2 separate regions of the Mus musculus genome follow, and region 1 is linked to region 2. A link is a contact called in public HiChIP or PLAC-seq data. All regions are on one chromosome and are shown on one strand. Each heading gives the region's core, a stretch centred on a gene start, on an enhancer-like site or on the middle of the called end of the contact. The rest is flanking DNA. Distances are from core to core; before and after follow the strand shown.

Region 1 (6,969 bases), core at 2,279-4,778, 200 kb after region 2:
GCTGGGTTGTTTCCAGAGAGCACACTCACAGGCCGCTGAGCCCAGTGGGAAGCTATGCCAAGCTACTCAGGACACTCACGATTCTCCTGAAGTTCCTCTGCCAGATGGCGACCTGGTGCACAATGTCCAGCCTGGAAAAGGGAAGGGAGACCTCAGAGGGACACCCCAGGTGAAACTCTCCCACATTTGCATCCTAGTAAAGGAAACCTGGCTCTTCTGTTCGGGACCCTCTGTCCTCTACTCTTCCCCAACCACAGGTGACACTACCACAACTCAAGCTCGTCTCTGTACCACGAAGTCCAGCCTCAGTTGGCAGCTATGCCTATCATCCTGGTACTCAGGAGGCTGAGGCAGGAGGATGGAGAATTAAAGGCCTACCTGTACTTCATGGTAAGACTCCACCTTTAAAAACCAAAGAGTAGAGATGTGTTTTCTCTCTCTCTCTCTCTCTCTCTCCCTCCCTCCCTCCCTCTCTCCCTCCACCCCTCTTTCTCTCTCTCTCTCTCTCTGAAATGCTCTTGTCTTGGCTGGATCAAGCTCAAAGTACTCAGGAGTGCTGGAGAGGTGGGTCAGTGGTTAAGAGTACTTGCTACTCTTGTAGATGCCCAGGTACAATTCCTAGCATCCAAGCAGCTCATAGCTGGTTTTAACGCCATTTCTAACCTGTTCCAGCTGCTGAGGGCACTGCACATATCACACATGTAGTATGGTACACACAGACACATTCAGGCAAATCCTCATACACGTAAATACAGGTGACAGTGACTAGTATTAGGTGGAGTCACAGGACAACCTTGGGTGTGGCCCTTGATTTCCAACTCAGTTGAGACAGGTTCTCTTGCTTGTTGATGCTCTACTGGCCAGCCTTGGAGCTTCTTGGGGCTCTCCTGTCTTCCCCTCCCCTCTCCATGCATGTGCTGTGATCACAGACACACTCCACCACAATCACTTTATGTGGGTTCTAAGGTCCAAACTCAGGGATTCACACTTGTGTGGCACATACCCCCTAAGCTGTCTCCTCAGCCCTTTAGAATATATTTACTCAAGTAGATGTAAATATTTTGTCATCTCAGTAGTTAACACTAGCTGTTTTTTAAGTGTACAGTGGTCAAATGCTACTGGGACCTGTGTGGAGCAGTATGTTGAACAAAAGCAATTCTGTAGGCCAGTGAGACAGTTCAGTGGGTAAAGGCACTTGCAGTAAAGCCAGACTTGTGTATGCACACATGCATACATGTATACATGGAACACACATGCCATACACACACACATACACATGTAAAGAGGAAACCAGCTCATTCAAGTTGTCCTTACTGCCACATATACAAGTTTTCCCTCACCACCAAAAGGCTAAAATATTAAACAAAAAACCCAAGCTCATCATGGAGATGGTAAAAAGTAAGTTGCAGCCTGGCATGATATTATGCCCACCTTTAACCCCAGCACTTAGGAAGCAGACAGGAGGATCCCTGTGTGCTCAAGACCATCTTGGTCTACATGAGCTCCAAGACAGCCAGGGCTACATAGTGAAACCCTGTCTTGAAAAACAAAACAAAACAAAACAAACAAACAAAATGAGTTTCCTGGTTATGAGCATGTGTGTCCCACCTGTATATATAAGTATGTATCTTTGCCTGGCACCCACAAAGCCAGGACAGGGCATCGGTTCCTACAGAACTGTAGTTACAACTGGTTCTAAGTAGCCACACAGATGCTTACATCCTGTCTCAGCCTCTCCTATGCTGCTATTACAGACAAATGCTGAAAAATCTGGCCTTCTTAGATGTCATTTTTTTTAAATCATGTTAATAGAATTTACTTACTTTTTTAAATGATTATTTATTCATCTTATGCATATGAGCACACTGTAGCTGTCTTCAGACACACCAGAACAGGGCATCAGATTCCATTACAGATAGTTGTGAGCCACCACCATGTGGTTGCTGGGAATTGAACTCAGGACCTCTGGAAAGCAGTTAGTGAGCCATCTCTCCAGTACTTAGTATTTTTATTTTTATTTTATTTTATTTTTTTTAAAGATTTATTTATTTATTATATGTAAGTACACTGTAGCTGTCTTCAGACACTCCAGAAGAGGGCATCAGATCTCATTACGGGTGGTTGTGAGCCACCATGTGGTTGCTGGGATTTGAACTTCGGACCTTCGGAAGAGCAGTCGGGTGCTCTTACCCACTGAGCCATCTCACCAGCCCAGTATTTTTATTTTTACTTATGGTGTCATGTAGCCCAGACTGGTCTGGAACTCACTATGCAACCTTGACCATTAATTTCTTGATTCTCTTATTTCCACCTCTACAGTGCTGGTGGGGTTAGAGGTGTGGGTTACCAGGACATGTGTATGCTATAGAAGGGAACCCAGGACAAGGTGCATGCAGGCAAGCCCTCTAACAGTGCACACCTCCAGCCCTAATAAAAAACACTTCTAGAGAATTTTCTCTGTTGTGGATTAATCTACCTAGTCGTCACACAACTTCTTTTGTTGTTGTTGTTGTTGTTGTTTTTGTTTTTGTTTTTTGAGACAGGGTTTCTCTGTGTAGCCCTGGCTGTCCTGGAACTCACTTTGTAGACCAGGCTGGCCTCGAACTCAGAAATCTGCCTGCCTCTATCTCCCAAGTGCTGGGATTAAAGGCATGAGCCACCACCACCCGGCTGTCACCTAACTTCTTGAGGTCTGACAAAACGGAGACCCAAGCACAAGAGAGCAAGGCAGGATGTAATAGGTCAGGGTGACAGCAGGGTTGAGTCATTCGCCTTCCAGCCCTGTAGCAGCGAAACTGATCACCCCTTTTGTCAAGTGGAGAAACCACGGCAAGTTCCTCCCATTGCACCCTGCACTCACCGAGGCGCCGTTGCAAACACGTCGGGGTGCAGCTCCGCCAGGCCGATGCGCTCCTGCTCAAAGCCTCGGAGAGACTCGACCCAGGCTTGCACCGGACGCCGGTGCACTGGGATCCGGAGCTCACACTTGCGCAAAACAGGATCTAGGAGACCTGGCGGGGGGTGACAAATGAGCGGTCAAGGGTCAGGATCAAAGCTCAGTACCTTCTGTGCTATCTCCCCCCACTCTGTGTGTCAAGGTCCCGGTCGTCTCACCAGCGCTATCTCGCGGCTCTGAAATCTCGGCCGGCCGCTCCGCGCCTTCCGCTAGAGAGTGGATGACCTGGAAAATGACAGGCGGGAGTTAGAGGTGCTCTCGGAGGTTCTCAACCTTTGACCTCCGGCCTTGACCTCAGCTCAGTGCCCTACCCGGGAGCCAGAGAGTCGAAGCGAGGCCCGGGAAGCGGCCTGGAACAACCGCAGCATCTCGGAGGACCTCTCGCAGCGCCGAGGTCGCTGCGGTACGGACGCTCGCGGCGGTGGCTGATGACGTCGTATGTGCGCCGGGTACGTCACGAAGGCGATTCCGCCGCCATCAGCGCCAGGTCCCGAAGCCTGAGGCTGTGGATCAGCTCCACTTGACAGCCGGAAGCCCCGACACCGGAGAGCCAGAGCCGGGTGCCGGGAAGCAAACCCCAGAGACGCGGTTCTCTTTTAACCAATGAACCTCAAGTATTGATGGAGGGTCCGCCCATACCTGGGCGGTACCTGGCTAATAAGCGTTTATCTTTTTTATTGAACGTGGATGAGCCTCCTGCTACACTGCGTATTTTGCCTACATTTTTTTCCTGTGTCTTTCTCTCCCTTTACCATTATTGATATGAATTGACTTTTGTCTTTTAGAGTAAGGGTCTCACTCCTGACTCACCCTATGCAGCGCAGGGCGACCTCGAACTCAGAGAGATCCACATGATTCTGATTCCTGAGTACTGAGACTAAAGATGTGTGCTGGGCTGGGCCGTGGTGTTGCATGATTTTAATTCTAGCACTCAGAAGCAACACTGCAATTCGAGGCCAGCCTGGTCTATATAGTACATAGTGACTTCAGAGTGAGACCCTGTCTGGAAATTAAGAAAAAAATTTTAAAGGTGTGTGCCATGTCCATGTCATGTGGCTATTTTTCGCTTTTTCAATATATATGTATTTTAATTTTTTACTTTTAAGAAATATTTTATTTATTTTATACATATAAGTGCTCTGTTTGCATGCCTGAAGAGAGCATCAGATCCCATTATAGGTGGCTATGAGCCACCATGTGGTTGCTGGGAATCGAACTCGGGAAGAGCAGACAGTGCTCTTAACCACAGAGCTATCTCTCCAGCTCCTATTTTAGTTTTCTTAATTTATTTTTGTGTTTGAGTGTGGAAGTAAGAAGACAACTCAAGGGAGTTGCGATTTCCTTTCACTCTGTGGATAGAACTCAGGCCATCCAGTTTGGTGGCAAGCCACCTAACCAGCTGAGCCATCTCAAACGCCATCCTATTCTTTTGTAAACAAGGCTTCTCTGTGTAGCCAAGGATGACCTTGAGTTCAGAGTCTCCCTGTCTGGCTTCCGGAGGTCTGGATTGCTGGTTGTCTGCACCGCTATGCTTACATGACCAGGTGAATCTAATTTTATCTGATCTTCCCTCCCCCTCTCTTTGGTGTGTGAAGGGGTCTGATTTGGCTGGCCTTGAACTCTGTGTAGTCAAGAGTAACCTTGAATTTCTGATTCTTTTTTTTTTTTTTTTTTTTTGAGACAGGGTTTCTCTGTGTAGCCCTGGCTGTCCTGGAACTCACTCTGTAGACCAGGCTGGCTTCGAACTCAGAAATCCGCCTGCCTCTGCCTCCCGAGTGCTGGGATTAAAGGCATGCGCCACCATGCCCGGCTGAATTTCTGATTCTTCTGCCCCCCACCTCAAGAGTCCTGAGATTATATGTATGTGCCACCATGCTGGTTTATTTAGTGCTAAAGATCAAGATGTTTGTGCAGTTTAGGTGCCCTAGCAGCTGAGCCATCTCTCCAGCCCCTATGGGGTTTATTTATTTGTTGAGAGAGAACTCCAGTATGTAATCTTGAAATCCTCCAGCCTCCTCTTTCCAGATGTGTTTGATTCTTTAAATGAAAGTCCTGCCAGAAAGCTTTCAGTATTTCTTAGATTCTCCAGGGCTGGCTATATCCCTCTGAAATCCCTCCTATCAGCCCTGTGTCCCTCCACTCACATCTAATCCAGGATCCTGCCCCCTGTCCTTCTAGGACTCTCCCAGGGCAGAGGGGAAAAAAAAATTACCTCATGAACAGATCCAGATCACCTCACTAAGAACCTCTCCAAAGATAATTGAAAGAGTTTATGGTTTGTCTCTGTTCCACACTTGACCTTCAGGGGGTGCTGAGAGCTTACACCTGGCTCACTGCCATCCACTATGAGGGCTGGACAGAGCTTGGACTCTGGTCTCTGAGCCAACCTCCTTTTCATCACCTGGATAATGGGAAAATTGTGATTCTTTTGTAAATGAGGAGTACAAAGGGTGGAATTCCTGGCTTGAGATGAAAATTCAGTAACCAGCATTATGGATTCTAATACTGAAGGAGCCTTGTGATCAAAGAGACAACAGAAGACCAAGGCAGGCCGGGCATGGTGGTACAAGCCTTTAATCCCAGCACTTAGGAGGCAGAGGCAGACCAAGGCAGGTGGTTCTTAGTGAGTTCAGGCAACCTTGGTCTACATAGTGAGTTCCAGGCTACACAGTGCCATAACTCACTGGTGGAGCAGACCCTGGAGAATGTAATTATTGGGCTAAATGCATATAGTTTTGTTGTTGTTGTTGTTGTCGTCGTCGTCGTCTTTGCATTTGTTATCAGTTTATGTATTTTCAGACATGTATTATGTAGCCCAGCCTAGCTTGGAACTCACTATGTAGCTGAGAATAACCATGAACCCTGATCTTCTGTCTCTGCCTTTCTCGTGCTAACATGACTGTCTTGTGGAACTATGTGCTGTTCGTGTAGTACTGAGGCTGGAGTCCAGGGCCTCCTGCTTGTTAGGCAAACACCCTATCCACTGAGCCCCAGCCTCACTGATATATTTTTGAACATTTCTAGGATATACTATTAGATTTACTAATTAACTATTAAACAGTGGTAGCCAAGTATACATGAGGCCCTTGGTTCTATCTCCAGCACCACAAAGAAAACAAGGATTTATTCTAACCAACAGTGCCTTTTCTATGTGCAGTTGAGAGTGGGCATACATATGCCAAGCTGCAGATGTGGAGGTCAGAAGGTGATGTTGAGTTGTTAGTCCTTTTCTTTCACTAGATAAGTTCCAGGGATCAAGCTCAGGTTGTTAGACTTGGTAGCAAGCACCTTTATCCACTGAGCCGTCTCATTGGCCCAAGAACCTAGTGTTTTGGGGGTTTGTTCTTACTGGTATTTGTTTGTTTATCTTTTTATTCATTCATTCATTTGTGTTGGGGGCACACATGTGGGTATGGAGATCAAAAGACCATTTGTGGGAATTGGTTCTCTCTTTCTCTCTCTCTCTTTCTTTTGTTTTTGTTTTTGTTTTTGGTTTTTTGAGACAGGGTTTCTCTGTATAGCCCTGGTTGTTCTGGAACTCACTTTGTAGACCAGGCTGGCCTCGAACTCTGAAATCCACCTGCCTCTGCTTCCCGAGTGCTGGGATTAAAGGTGTGCACCATCATGCCCGGCTTGGTATCCTAGGTCTTAAAGTCAGATGTGAAGCTTGGCAACAAGCATCTTTACCTGTGGAGTCCTCCTGACAAACCTGAAATCCAAGTCTTTGTAAGTGCAAAAAGTGGGCCTTACTACGTAGCTCTGGCTGGCCAATCTCAAACTCACAGAGATCCACTTGCCTCTTCTTCCTGAGTGCTGGGATTAAAGGCGTGCATCACCATGCCTGTCTGTATTCAGCTTTTATTTTCCTCACCAAAGAGAACATGTGTGTTTCCGTCTGGTCACTTACATTTAATATCGCCTACCATGTATAACAACAGGGCTGAATAACACTCCTTCTTTTCCCTTTCCTTTCAGGCTGTGGTCTGCTGAGAGACCCTTCTGTCTCTGCCTCT
Region 2 (6,753 bases), core at 2,565-5,064:
TTTTTCTTTGTTTTGGCTTTTTGAGACAGGGTTTCTCTGTGTAGCCCTGGCTATCCTGGAACTCACTCCATAGACCAGGTACTCCACCTGTCTCTGTCTCCCGAGTGCTGGGATTAAAGGCGTGAGCCACCACACCCGGCTCACAACCATCTTCTGTTACTCCAAGTCTGATGACCTCTTGCCCTCTTCTGGCCTCTGCAGGCACTAGACCAGTGCACACACATGCAGGCACACACACACACACACACACACATACACACACAGAGGCAAAACACCCAAACACATTAAAAATAGTTCCATATATATCAACTGGTGTTTTTTTATTTGAGACACTCTCATTGTATAGTCATGGCTGGCCCAGATCTCACTCTGCAGCCCAGAATGGCCCTGTACTCCCAGAGATCTTGCCTGCTGCTGCTTGTTTGTTTGGTTGGTTTTTCGAGACAGGGTTTCTCTGAGTAGCCCTGGCTGTCCTGGAACTTGCTCTGTTGACCAGGCTGGCCTCGAACTCATTGATCCACCTGTTTCTTCCTTACTAATGCTGGGATTAAAGGTATAAGCCACTACTACCCAGTTTATTTAATTTTAAGTGTATGAATGTTTGCCTTCGTGTGTGTGTGTGTGTGTGTGTGTGTGTGTGTGTGTGTGTGTTTGTATGTATACCATGTTGATGCCTGACGTCCAAAGAGGACAGATGAAGGAGTTGGAGTCCTGCAACTAGAATTGATACTGACAGTTGTAATCTCCCTTGTGCGTGGTCCCAGGTACTCTGGAAGAACAACTATCTGTCCAGCCCTGTCCTAGTCTCCCAAGTACCGGGATTAAAGGCCAAGAATGCAGGTGCAGGCCTTTACACCTGCACACTTCGCCTTTAATCCCAATACTGGGAGCTGAGACAGGCAGATCTCTGAGTTCCGGGCCTGCCTGGTCTACACAGTAAACTCCTGGCTCGCTAGGGATACATGGTGAGTCCTAGCCTAAAAATTAGAAAACAAAAAACCCTTTTTTTACTAAATTTTTACTAAATTTTGATTTACTTCGGGACCACACATGCTTTGGTATAGATATGACTGTCAGAGGACTCTTGTAGGATCTTCTCTCTTTTCATGTGTCAAGCGCCTTGACCCACACACAGGATCCTGTGAAGATGCCCAAGCTTGCCCAAACGTTTAGGCTAAAACATACCTGCTGCTTCGGTGAGAAGAGCAGGTGGCACTGCGGGTGTGTCACTTGCCCAGTGTAAACACAGGTCTATACTGATACTGTGAGGGCCAATGTTATGTTTTAAGTTTAAATGACTGTGCTTAACGAATCTATAAAACAAGAATGACTCTAATCTGTAAGCCTCACTTGTCCAAGGACAGCTACCTTCCTAGGATGTTGGGAGCTGAGAATCACGGAACACAAGCCCCGTGGTTTTACTTCTGTAAATGAGCTTGGTTGCCCAACCGCACAGGAGATGCCTGATCACATGCGGGTGGGAGGGACAGAGGCTTGAAGTTTATCAGGATGAATGCTTGCCCCAGTTTGGACAAAAGCAGGAGATGTGTAGCCATAAGGGTTTTGCCTTTATAAGCCTCTGACTAATGTAATTTGGTGCCACAGTCTGAGAATCCCAGGTATGGACCCGGCCAGTCTTAAATAAAGCTTGCTTCAAATTTGGCTCAAAAATTGTGGCCTTATTTTTGCCCAGTAAGATTAACAATACAACTTATTAAAAAGATAAAGGGGAACTGGGGCTGTAGTTCAGTTAGCAGAGCGTGCTTGCCTAGCATGCAGGAGGCTTTGGGCTTTACTCCCAGCACTGTATAAACCTGTGTGGTGGGGCAGCCCGGGATCCAGTGCTAGAGAGGTAGGGCAGTAAGATCAGAGATTCAAATTTATCCTTGGCTATAGTGAGTTCAAGGTCCAGATGTAAAACAGAAAACTAAAACCACCCCCCTCCCAACACACAAAACATTGTTTTTAAAATGCCTGGTTTGCAGCAGACTGATGCCATGATAGGTGGACTAGCCAGAGATCTGTGAACATAACTTTGCAAAATGGGAGTGACCTGCCTCCGATGAGCCCACTACCAAAGAGTCAGACACTGATTTTGTCGTCCTGGAGAGGTGGGCCAAGCTACTCCTGTAAGCTGTCCCGAGGCCCTGTACCCGCCGTACCTGAGACTTCTCCACAGAGGCTGTGTGCTTGTCACACATGGGGCTAATCTCCATTCCGCGTTCCCGTTCTCGGTCACCCTGCTGGAAGAACTCAGCCATGATGCGATCAGTCCATTGTCGGTACAGCTCCAGGGGCTTGGTGGGATTGCTGAGGTCTGCACAGTGCACCATGTTCCTGAGGACCTGGTGAATACAGGGAGGGGCCTTCAGAGGCCAGGCAGAATCCCAGTCTGTGGGCCTCTGGCTGTCTTCTCTCTCTGTCTCCCTGTCTTTTTTATGAGACAGGGTCCCCTGTAGCTTAGGTTGGCCTTGAACTTGCTATGTAGCTGCGGATGACCTCAAACTCTGATCCTGCCCCCATCTTCTAAGTGCTGGGGACACAGGGATGCAACAGCACACTCAGATTTAGTTTCTAGTGGCTTTATTTGACTTTTTAAAAGGGGTTTCCAAATAGAGTCCCAGCTGGTTTTGGACTTGTGGCCATCCTCCAGTCTCTACTTTTGGAATGCTGGGATTAAGGGTGCTCACTAGGCCTAAGGTTTTCTTAACTCCATGTGCTTGTATGCCTGAATGTGTATGTGTGTGTGTGTGTGTGTATGTGCGCGCGCGCTAATGCACAAATGCATGTGTGTGTATGCGTGTCTGTGTATGTGTGTGCTGGGCAGGTGAATTGGAGTGAAGGAGAAAGCTGAGGCAAGAAGTGTGAGGGAAATGGAGAGAGGTGAGAGACAGCTGGGGCAAGATGGGTGTGTGGTGAGAGAAGCTGAGTGGGGTACGTCAGGGGAGAGGGTTGGAGAGAGACGGAAGAGGTTGAGAAAGAGACATATGGGAATTGACAGAGGAAGGAGGGGCATGTGTTGGAAAGGGAAGATGGGAGAGGCAATCACGAACGAGGAAGAGGGCATCTGGGGCACCTGGATACGGTCAGAGTAGTTGTCCAGCAAGAGAACTCCAGAGCTGGTCACTTTCTTCGTCTCTACCATAGTCTTCAGGTCAGCCAGAAGGGTCATGTGCTTGGACATGTCTGTGGCCAGCACCTAAAAGCAAGATATGTCAAGTCAGGGAAGAAAGCTTGCCCACCCTCCCCCTGACATCCACTCTGTTACCTACCCTGGCCCTAGATTTATTTTCCTTTGCCAAACTGCAGGGTTCTTAAGGCCCGCCCCGCCACCAAGCCCCACCCACAGCGCTGGCCCCGCCCACCATGTCGATGACCATCTTGCGCAGGCTCTGCCGCTGGCGCTTGCTGAGGTTCTGGAAGATGTCGCAGTTCTCTTCTTGCAGCAGCTTGAATCCCACAGCCAGGTGGTGGTTCTCAAGCACAGACTCATCGTTGTACATCAATGCCAGCTCCGAATCTGCAGAGTACCACGTGGTACCACCTGGGTACCAAGCCCCGCCCCGTGCGCGCCCAGTCTCCAGTTGGCTTCATTTTCAGACTGACTAGTCCCAGCCCCCTCCTCTGCCACATCGGTGCTTCACCAAATAAACCAAGCATCAGGCGCCTAGACTGTTCCTGCTCCAATCCTCCTCTGGCCGTCCTCACCCTTAGCCTAGCGGGCCCATCCCATCCTCACAAGCCCCGCCCCCACCTGGCTGGCTCCACCCCTAGCTCAGTTGGTTTAATTTCACGCCCCATAAACCAGGTTCACAGGCAGGTTGTTTCCCATCAATATATTAAGCCCCAAAGCTAGCCTTGCCAGCTCCTCCCCTAGCCCAGGTGGTCTAATCTCTACAACACAGGCTCCACCTTCATCCTGACCAGCCCCGGTTCCAGCTAGACCACCTCCATACTTTCATCCCAACGTGAGGGGCTATTCCCACCTCCATTCAACCAGATGTTGCTTCTAGGCCAAATGGCCACGCCCTGAGCCTAACTGTCTCCGCCCTGAAAAGCCACTCACTGGTGTTGATTAGGAACTGGTTGGAGACGCCAGGGTGGTCCACGTCATGGATGGCAGCAGCGAAGAGAGCAGCAAGAATCTCCAGGTCTGTGAACACGGCCTGGGGGCAGGGAGAAGAAGTGAGAGAGAGGCAGAGTCTGACACAGAGGGGACACACAAAAGGGACAGCCCAGACAGAGATGAGGAAGATGGGACTCCAGAAAGAAGAGGAAGAGAAAGATAGATGTAGTGTCTGGGCAGATGATCGCTGAACCAGTAAAGTGCTGGCTACGCAAGCATGACGACCTGAGCTTCAAACCCACACCCCACATTAAAAAGCCAGGCCTGTGGGCTGATCTTGCAATTTCAGCTTTGAGAGAGGGCTGCGTCCCTGGGGCCCCTGGCCAATCTCCCCTACTCAGTGGTTGACCCTGTTTCAAAAATGAAGGTGTTAATCTCAGCATTCAGGAGGCAGAGGCAGGCGGATCTCTATGAGAGCTGTACACCAGCCTGGTCTGGGGATGTGTGGCAACAAGTGACATCCTGACTTGGAACAAGGTAAAGGGACGGTAAGACACAAAGGAGTGTTCTCCGACCTCCACACATGCCCCGTGTGCCCCCTTACACACACACACACACACACACACAGGCCAGTAAAACAAAACAGACACTAGCAAGACTGCTCACTGGGTAAAAGAACTTGCTACTCAGGTAAACATGACTGAGTCTGGTTCCTGGATTTACATAGTAAAAAGGCAGAAAACTCCGTTCCAAAAGTTGTTCTCTGACCTCCACACATAGGCAACAGCACCCCCCAAAAACAAGAGAAGATAGGATTAGAGAAATGGGCTAGAGGAGATGAAGGGACAGACAGGAGGAGGCGGGCACTCACATCCAGTGCAGGCGTGGCCAGCAGCACATGTGTGGACTGTAGCACATCGGCTGCGTGCAGGCTGTTGTGGTAGGCCACGTCAGCGTGGTAGTGGTCCTCCAGCGTCAGCATGTATGTCATCATGGTGTCCACGGGGATGTGGAATTTCTTCAGTAAGTCCCGCTCCTGGGAGCCAGAGCAGAGCAGTGACTCCTGCTGACCCCCAATGCCCCGTCCCAGCCCCTTGGATCCCAGCCAGCTCCCTGTTCGACATCACCTGGAATATCGTATACATGATACAGCTGAGTGAACGGCCTCCAGCGTACTCCGACACACAAAAGATGTTCAGGCCCCATTTGCTCAAGTTCTCCAGTTCCTGGCAGTGACAGGGTAAGAAGTCAGGAGCTTGCATGGTTCAGGGACAGGAAAGCTACTTCCTAGGACTCTGAGCCTCATTACTGTTCACAAATTGCATAAAGTTCAAATGCATGGACATTTTTTTTTTTTTTGAGACAGGGTTTCTCTATGTAGCCCTGTCTTTGTAGACCAGGCTGGCCTGGAACCCAGAAATCCGCCTGCCTCTGCCTCGAAAGTGCTGGGATTAAAGACGTGTGCCACCACCACCTGGCTTGCCTTAAACTTAAAAAAAAAAAAAAAAAAAACCAAAAAACCCAACATATATTTATTTTATGTATATGAGTGCTCTATTTTCATGTATGCCTGCATTACAGAAGAGGGTATCAGGTCCATTGCAGATGGTCACAAGCCACCATGTAGTTGCTGGGAATTGAACTGGAAGAGTAGCCAGTGCTCTTAACCACTGAGCCATCTCTCCAGCACCACCCCTCCCACCACTGGGTTTCTTTTTGTAGTCCTGGCTGTCCTGGAAGTCAGCCATCTGTCTGTCTCTGCCTCCCTAGTGCTGAGATTAAAAGCATGGGCCAGATACATGGACTTTAAGACAGACTATATCTTTGTATGTGTGTGTGCCTGTGTGCAGGTATGCATATCCACAGAGATCAGAGGTCACCTTAAGATGTCTTCCTCAATCATTCTTCTTTGTAAAATTCTTTAAAAAAAAAAAAAGAACAAAAACAGTCGGGCATGGTGGTGCACGCCTTTAATCCCAGCACTTGGGAGGCAGAGGCAGGCAAATTTCTGAGTTCGAGGCCAGCCTGGTCTACAGAGTGAGTTCCAGGACAGCCAGGGCTATACAGAGAAACCCTGCCTCAAAAAAAAAAAAAAAAAAAAAAAAAGAAAGAAAGAAAGAAAGAAAGAAAAGAAAGAAAAAACCATTTATGTGTATGCGTATCTCTGTGTTTTACTTGTGTACAGGGCCAGAAGGTGTGCTCCATCCCTGGAGCTAAAATTGCTGTGAGCCCCTGGCCTCCTCTCCGAATCATGGATGGTGGGAGCTGAACTAGAAACCTTCGCAAGAGCAGCAAGCCCTCTTAGTGGCTGAGGCATCTCTGTAACTCCTTTTTTCCCCCTCCCCAAATTTATTGTTTTCGCTCTCTTTTTATTTATTTACTTTTTTTGGTTTTTTGAGACAGGGTTTCTCTGTGTAGCCCTGGCTGTCCTGGAACTCACTCTGTAGACCAGGCTGGCCTAGAACTCAAAAATCTGCCTGCCTCTGCCTGCCTCTGCTGGGATCAAAGGTGTGCGCCACTGCTTCTACCTCCCCAGTACTAGGGTCACAGGCCACCACACTGGGCTCATGCGGTGCTGGGAAGGGACTCTGGGACCATAAGCATGCCAGGCTTCTCTAATACCCATAAGCTCACAAGCTGGGAAGCAAGCCGGGCCGACCCCCAGACCTCTGTCGGACTGTAAGCTG

The links. HiChIP or PLAC-seq counts read pairs in DNA pulled down with a chosen protein or histone mark.
Region 1: a contact with region 2 is called in an H3K27ac HiChIP or PLAC-seq map of embryonic stem cells, with 5 read pairs. The contact joins the promoter of Mrpl4 here to the enhancer-like site in region 2. A contact is called at or near these places in 1 of 15 datasets of contacts at CTCF or cohesin (large pre-B cells), 1 of 484 Hi-C or Micro-C datasets (the G1E-ER4 cell line), 3 of 115 datasets of contacts at active chromatin or transcription factors (the SCID.adh cell line and embryonic stem cells) and 3 of 9 other capture datasets (adipose tissue, liver and pancreatic islet).

The regions. Positions count from the first base shown.
Region 1 is chr9:20,999,296-21,006,264 of GRCm38.p6, reverse strand. Mrpl4 (mitochondrial ribosomal protein L4) reads right to left here and starts at 3,528. Exons shown (of 9, transcript NM_023167.2): 1 at 3,268-3,528; 2 at 3,115-3,181; 3 at 2,861-3,011; 4 at 80-131. The coding sequence starts at 3,324.
Region 2 is chr9:21,201,737-21,208,489 of GRCm38.p6, reverse strand. It overlaps Pde4a (phosphodiesterase 4A, cAMP specific), which reads right to left. Exons shown (of 15, transcript NM_183408.3): 9 at 5,194-5,292; 10 at 4,938-5,102; 11 at 4,067-4,166; 12 at 3,366-3,520; 13 at 3,077-3,199; 14 at 2,163-2,345. Among named protein-coding and RNA genes, the nearest start is that of Keap1, 34 kb to the left of the region's middle. Within about 2 kb of position 3,814, at least 73 of the 459 cell types and tissues checked have an H3K27ac peak or open chromatin away from gene starts, as enhancers often do. A contact at or near this core is called in embryonic stem cells, where this site is marked.